2 separate regions of the Mus musculus genome follow, and region 2 is linked to region 1. The links are chromatin contacts, called in public Hi-C maps. All regions are on one chromosome and are shown on one strand. Each heading gives the region's core, a stretch centred on a gene start, on an enhancer-like site or on the middle of the called end of the contact. The rest is flanking DNA. Distances are from core to core; before and after follow the strand shown. Region 1 overlaps Atl2 (atlastin GTPase 2). Region 2 overlaps Gm41625 (a long non-coding RNA gene).

Evidence for each region. A called contact is a pair of places that touch in the nucleus more often than the background predicts.
Region 2: a Hi-C map of liver shows a contact between it and region 1, with 3 times the contacts expected there. The contact joins two enhancer-like sites. A contact is called at or near these places in 1 of 484 Hi-C or Micro-C datasets (liver) and 3 of 9 other capture datasets (adipose tissue, liver and pancreatic islet).

Annotation. Positions count from the first base shown.
Region 1 is chr17:79,863,670-79,866,995 of GRCm38.p6, reverse strand. It overlaps Atl2 (atlastin GTPase 2), which reads left to right. Exons shown (of 13, transcript NM_019717.3): 3 at 1,820-1,954; 4 at 2,189-2,293. Among named protein-coding and RNA genes, the nearest start is that of Atl2, 31 kb to the left of the region's middle. Within about 2 kb of position 1,700, at least 11 of the 459 cell types and tissues checked have an H3K27ac peak or open chromatin away from gene starts, as enhancers often do. A contact at or near this core is called in liver, where this site is marked.
Region 2 is chr17:79,937,192-79,940,517 of GRCm38.p6, reverse strand. All of the region lies in intron 2 of Gm41625 (a long non-coding RNA gene), which reads left to right. Among named protein-coding and RNA genes, the nearest start is that of Atl2, 43 kb to the right of the region's middle. Within about 2 kb of position 1,702, at least 22 of the 459 cell types and tissues checked have an H3K27ac peak or open chromatin away from gene starts, as enhancers often do. A contact at or near this core is called in liver, where this site is marked.

The DNA of each region.
Region 1 (3,326 bases), core at 451-2,950:
CACTGAATGGAGTTGTATGGTGTGGTTTTCTTGTAACCGGCAGAAATGAAGGTCTAATAGTGTTGACAACTGAGGACAGTGAATGAGTGCAATGTTGTCATGTACAGCATTGTAGCTTGTTGGGCACGGAGTTTTGTGGACAGTAATAGATGGAGTCAAGGTCAGGGCTGCATCTTCTCAGTCGATGTCTGAGCCTGGCCTTGTTTTGTCTTTCTACCTTACATGTCTCCTTTGTCAGTCACATCATCCCCCACTGCTCTTGTCTTCAATATCTCTCTGCCCCTAATTTGGGTTTTATAATTTGTTTTGGATTAGATTCAAGTTTATTAGAAATTTCTAAAACAAAGAAATATTTTCTTTTGAGATGCTTTAAATTGAGAATAATATGTAGACTTTAAAGTGTAGGCATCTTGACATGGCAATTAGTCATTGACATCACATATTTAGTATTCTAGACCAATTATGTTGTGGTATATTAACAGTATTTATAAATATTATTTATGGTAGTGGGCATTGAATGTAAGACTTGTGTATAGGTGAGTACTTTCCCACTGCACTGTACCCCAGCTCCATACTGTATAGTTATAGTAGTTGTAGCTCTGTGGCTTGAGTTATAAGATAGCCCTGCCCCCTCCCTGCTTTTCCTGGTGATGAGGACCAAACCCAGCGCCTTGGGCTTCTTAGGTAGAGGTTTCATTACAGAAATACAGACAGTGTTATGGACTGCCATGCTCCTGTAGACCTGTGGTCTCGTTTTATCTATTTCTTTGTGTATGTGTTTCTTGGACTGTTTTAAAGCAGTTGCCAGGAAGATGCATATTTTTCACCATAAATATTTAGACATCTAGTAGCTAAAGACTCAGTTCTATTTTTTGTGCACAAAAAAGTGTCATTTTGTGTGCTTTTCCTGTTTTTTCTTTTCCTCCTTAACTTTCCTTCCCTTTTCCTTTTCCTCTTTCTTTCTTTCTTTCTTTCTTTCTTTCTTTCTTTCTTTCTTTCTTTCTTTCTTTCTTTCTTTCTTTCTTTCCCTCCCTCCCTCCCTCCCTCCCTCCCTCCCTCCCTCCCTCCCTCCCTCCCCTCTTCCCCCTCCCTCCCTCCTTACTTCCCTCCCTCCCTCCCTCCTCCCCCCCTCTCTCTTTCTTTCTTTCTTTTGTCGTTTTTATTTGCTTGTTTGTTTTCTAGAGAGAGAAAAGCCATGGAGTTGGATATCGGGTGGTGGAGAAGCTCTGGGAGGAAATTTGGCAGAGAAACCCTGTTCAGAATAAATATAGTGTATGAAAACATATCTTAAATAAAAGAAAAATGTTTATATCCATTTAACATTATTGCATAAGGAGTCCAGATATCTGTTTGTTTCATTAAAAACCACCCCCTACCCCTTACCCCTTAAACCAGTTTGCTTGAATCGGGTTCCAAACAAGTTCTAGGAGACAGTCCCAGCAGTGGGAGGTGTTTTTGTATACACTGTTCTAGGCGAGGGTCACTGTCCTGCCTGCTGTCTGGGACGTGGTTTTACTCTTCTATACAACAAGATATTAAAGTAGCTTCCATATTTTATCATCTTTAAACACAGAAAAGCTTGCCAGAAGAGGAGGAGTAGGCGCACATAAGCCCATTTACCTAGATGGCCAGGTTAAGTGGAGGCTGCGATCTGTGTGACAAAGGCTGATTGGAGGAGACTGCTCCTAGCACTCTGCACAGGACTGTTTGCATAATGCTAGACTGGGTGTTCTCTCTCTGGGTGTTGGCTTCTTCTCCTTTATGAGCTATGAAATGGGTGAGTTGTGTTTGTTTTACATTTCTCTTTGATTTTTAACAGGATTCTCAAAGCTGGATTGGTGGAAACAATGAACCCTTGACTGGCTTTACGTGGCGAGGTGGTTGCGAAAGAGAAACAACAGGCATACAAGTTTGGAATGAAGTGTTTGTGATTGACAGACCTAATGGAACAAAAGTAAAATTCTACTTATACTTTGCTATTTTCTCCTGTATTCTTTTCTTGAGCAATTTTCTGGTATTAAAATTTAAAAGAACACAAAACTATTAATGATTAATATGTTAAAATGTACAATGGTATGTAAATACTTTTCTTGACTTAATTACTGCTTTGAACTTTATTAATGTATGATTTTTGTAGGCATTTTTGGTGATTCTTTTACTAAGTATTTTAAATTTAACGAATTCCTAGGTGGCTGTGCTGCTAATGGATACCCAGGGTGCCTTTGATAGCCAGTCAACCATTAAAGACTGTGCGACAGTGTTTGCTCTGAGCACTATGACCAGCTCTGTGCAGGTGAGCGTGCGTGTTGTCAGTTCATAAAATCCTACCTTTGTGCAGCCACCGAGGAAGAGACTTGATGGAAGGAAAATGGATTAGACGATAGAGCTGGCTGCATTTCTTCTTACTTAGATACTAAGCTGTAAGATGATAGACTTTGCCTTAGATGTAAAGGATGAAGTTACGTCAGAGCCACCCCTGCTTTCATCGCAGAACAGCCTTTTCATTAGTTCTCTGAGGATTTCATCCCAACTCTCCCAGACCCACCCCTCTCCTACCCACCCAGCTTTGTGCTCTGAGTTTTCCTTTTTCTCAGGTAACTGTTTTCATACAGTATTCTTGATCCTGTTTTCTCGATCCCCTACTTCCTACCCACTGTGTCCTCATTTTTAAAACACCAAGTGCTGCTGGGGTGTGTGGTGCACCCGTGCACATTCAGGCAAACGTTCCTACTCCTAAGATCAAAAGTAAGAAAGTTTTAGGGGAAAGTTATTGAATAATGTTGGTAATTAAAATCAATCACATGATTGCTTAACCAAAAACAAAACAAAGATACTAAATAATTAAACAGCTACCTAGTTTTCTATTTGGTTTCTCTGATAGTTCTTGATTATTTGAACTAAAAATCCCCATAATTAATTAATGTTTTATTGAGACAGGGTTTCTCCGTGTAGCCATGGCTGCCCTGGACCTCATACTGTAGACCAGGCTGTCCTTAAGCTTAGAGATCTGTCTGCCTCTGCTGCCTGAGTGCAGGGATTAAAGGCGTGTGCTGCCACCATCACTCAGTAACAATATTTAATTTAGAAAACCCAAGCAATAGGGGTTTGTAGCACTGGCTTGGCTTGGAAAGGGTGAAGTCCTCCTGCGTTACATATGCACAGTGCTCTGGTTGTCCTTGTCCTACCACGTTCTCCTTGCCTCAGATGGAACATCTCTGTGTGATCTAGGTGAGGTCAGTTGACATCATTTTGTATTCCTTTCCTTTTTTGGGGATCATTTGTATGGATATCTCCCTGGCTCAACAATTAATGCTGGGCAGGCGGTC
Region 2 (3,326 bases), core at 453-2,952, 74 kb before region 1:
TAGAGAGCGTGGTTAGCTCCTGTCTCTCAGCTATGGAGAAGTAAATGCTGCCTGGCTGGAGAGAGTATCTTAGCACTTTTAGCATGCTGTTGCTTAGGCCATTTCACCTGAAGCAGCCCTTCCTCTTGCAGATACAGTTACCCCACTGAGAGCACTGTCTGTGGGTCGCTAGGGAACAGACTTTTAGGTTCTGGGATTTAGGGGTAGTCACACATCTTGTTTCCTGCTCCTTTCTGGACTCCTGCTCGGGAATCAGAGAGCTTGGCTGCAGGTTTATGCTGTGAAATCACCCGTCTCCAGAGAGCTAAGGGAAGAGGATATTTGGCCCCTGACCTGACTTCTGCCACGTGGCCATGAGTCTCGCTTCAGAGACTTTCCCATGTTGTCTGTCTCTGATGCTGGAGGTCCGAACTCTCCTCAGGGCTCTGTCCATCCATGGTGTTAATAAATCTTCGAATACACTCCACCCTCCCAACTATAAGTCTCAGTGTCCTTGAACCTGCATCTGAGATCTCTCATTCATCTCTCTTTTCCTTTGGTCTAAAAAGCAGGATGTGACACAAAGAGGCAAGAAATGACTCTTTGTCTTCTGAAGGTGGTACTCCTACCTGGCAACAGTGCCAGACAGCTGCTACACAGGTCTTTCCCCCCTCCCCAGCCCAGCATCAGAGTAGCTCAGCATCCTTGTTACTGTTCTTTAGGGTTCCTCATCTGCTACAAGGTTTACATGTGAAAACTTTGTTTCAGCTTTCTCAGTGTCTCGCCTCCTTGCCCTCCAGCTTTAGACTTCCTATCTGCAGATGGTTCTGCAGAAATCTCTTGCTCAGCACAACTGTATGCATTGTTCCTTGTCACAATCCGCTCATCAAAGCTCAGCGTACTTGTTTTAATTTGTTTCTGTTGCTATAACTTAACACCACAGACTGGATAATTTGTAAAGAGTAAGGCTCATTCGGTTCCCAATTTTATTGTTTTGAAATGTACAAGGTTAAGGGACCAACCACTTCTTACTCCTGGGGACTCTGGAGTTCTGAGGTGGCCCAGAGCATCACATGGGTCTCTCTCTTTCTCTTTCTATAAAGCCACTAACTCACTTGTGGTCGGGGACACTCTTATGATCTCATATTCTGTAATACCATTATCTCGGAGACTACACACTCCCTTAGGGCAGAAGCTGGGTTTCAATTCATTTCTGTATCTCTAAGTTACAGCAGTGTTAATTGGTGAGTGATGCACTGATAGGTGAAACTCAGAAATAGCATTAGCTTTAAAAAAGCGTCAGTAGGTGCAGTAGGTGGGTGTGGTGGCACACACCTGTTAGCTCAGCATTTGTGAAACTCTGTGTGTGAGAGAGATGAGGGAGGGGAGAGGAGAAGGAGAAGGAGAGTGTGGGGAAGGAAGGGGAGAAAGGGAGAGGGGGAGGGGAGAGAAAGAGAGAGAAAGAGAGAGAGAGAGAGAGAGAGAGAGAGAGAGAGAGAGAGAGTTTTGAAAGCATTTCAGGTCTCCATGTCTTGGCCCTCTTTTCACCTTCTCATTGATTCCCCTAAGAATCGATGGCATGAAAAAAAAAAAGAATCGATGGTATGGTGCCCCCCCCAGTCCATCCTAATTCCGAAATGGCTTATGCAGCTGGAGCTGACCATTAGACTCACCTGGGAAGTGGTTAAAACACACTAACGTCCCCACCACACTGCAGACCAACTGAACCTGCGTGTAGCTGAGCTCAGGCTAACTTTCATCCCGGGGCACAAACACCTCCACATCTCAGAGGCAATAGACTTTTCAACAACATCGTTTGCTATTTACAGCTCTTGAAATCCACAGTAGACATACAAAGTCCTCGGGAGAGTAATAAAAAGCAGCAAGGGAGTGACCAAAAGATCTTTATGTCTTGGTTAAGTCTGCCGTTCTTGCTTGGGCAGCTGTCTTGGGAATATCTCCTAGAGAGTACCAAATGTCCCTCTATGCCTTGGGACTTTGGTCTTGTAATCAATGGTTGCCTAATCTTCCCTCAGCCTTTGGTTCACTATGTTCCAGCTCCCGACCAGCGAGTTCACAGCAGCAGTCTACTGCGGACTTCGTCTTCTAAGGGGTCCAGATTGGCCACCATCCTTGTCAAACTCAGGCGACCTCTGGTTTGTTGGTGTTGGTATCATCTCAGGAGGCCAAGCTAAGAGTGTCAGCTGCTTGCCCCAAAGACCTGCACCCACTCACTTCAGAGGTCAGCTGGAAAATTGCATCATGACCAGGGCAAGACAACCATGCCCTGGGGCTGGGCCTACTGCCTTCTGAGTACAGAGAGTAATTCAATTTTGCCTTTTCCACTGCTGCTGTGGTTGTAAGAACGCAGCGATTTCTACTTGAAAATGCACTCATTAGCTCTGTCATCATGGGCTGTCTTTCTCCAACTATCTCTGGCAGGAGGCCAGAAACTTCATTAAAAACCCTTAACGTTACTGGAGGATTTTGGGCATTTTAACAGGACTGCTTGAACTGGGTTCTGTCAAAAGAAGGCAAACCGTTCCTTGTTGTTCCTCAGCGTTATTGAATGTGGAGGGACACAGACATCATGGGTCCTCATAGCCTGGTCACCTAGCAGGATCACCTGCAGAACTTTAGAGAGAACCAATGACTAGGTAGACTCATTCAATCCCATGTCTAGAGACAAGACTCAGGCACTGTCCCCTCATAAGCTAATGTATAGACAAGGTTGCAAACCATTCACTAGTTAGACTTTTAAAAAATTTCTATGTAATAAAATTGGGACTAAGATGCTCAGGAGTAATTCTGAGCTCTTAGCTTTGCTTGGCCGTCCAGCGTGTCTGAGGAGCCAGAACAGGGAAGCACGGCCAGACATGTTTAGCATTTTTTGTTTGTTTGTTTTGTTTTTGGTTTTTGTTTTTGTTTTTTGAGACAGGGTTTCACTGTATAGCCCTGGCTGTCCTGGAACTCCCTTTGTAGACCAGGCTGGCCTCAAACTCAGAAATCCACCTGCCTCTGCCTCCCGAGTGCTGGGATTAAAGGCGTGTGCCACCACTGCCTGGCTCATGTTTAGCATTTTTCGTTCTGGGAGAACTCTCTGGACTGCTTACCTGCTGCCTTGCCCTCTTCTGATTGTCTTTTACATTCTAAAGGAAAAGCCCTCAGAGGGTCTAGATTCTTCTTTAACTCCCCCAAGTCTTATTTCACCCATTCACTATATGAGCTAGAGCCAAGGAGTCCCGCTCTGAGCCATGTACTCAGGGTTTCGTGTGCGCCTCGCCGGCAGCCAGCTCCACCAGGCCACGAGGACTATACATATTCAACCTTGTTTTAGGTTAGAGGCT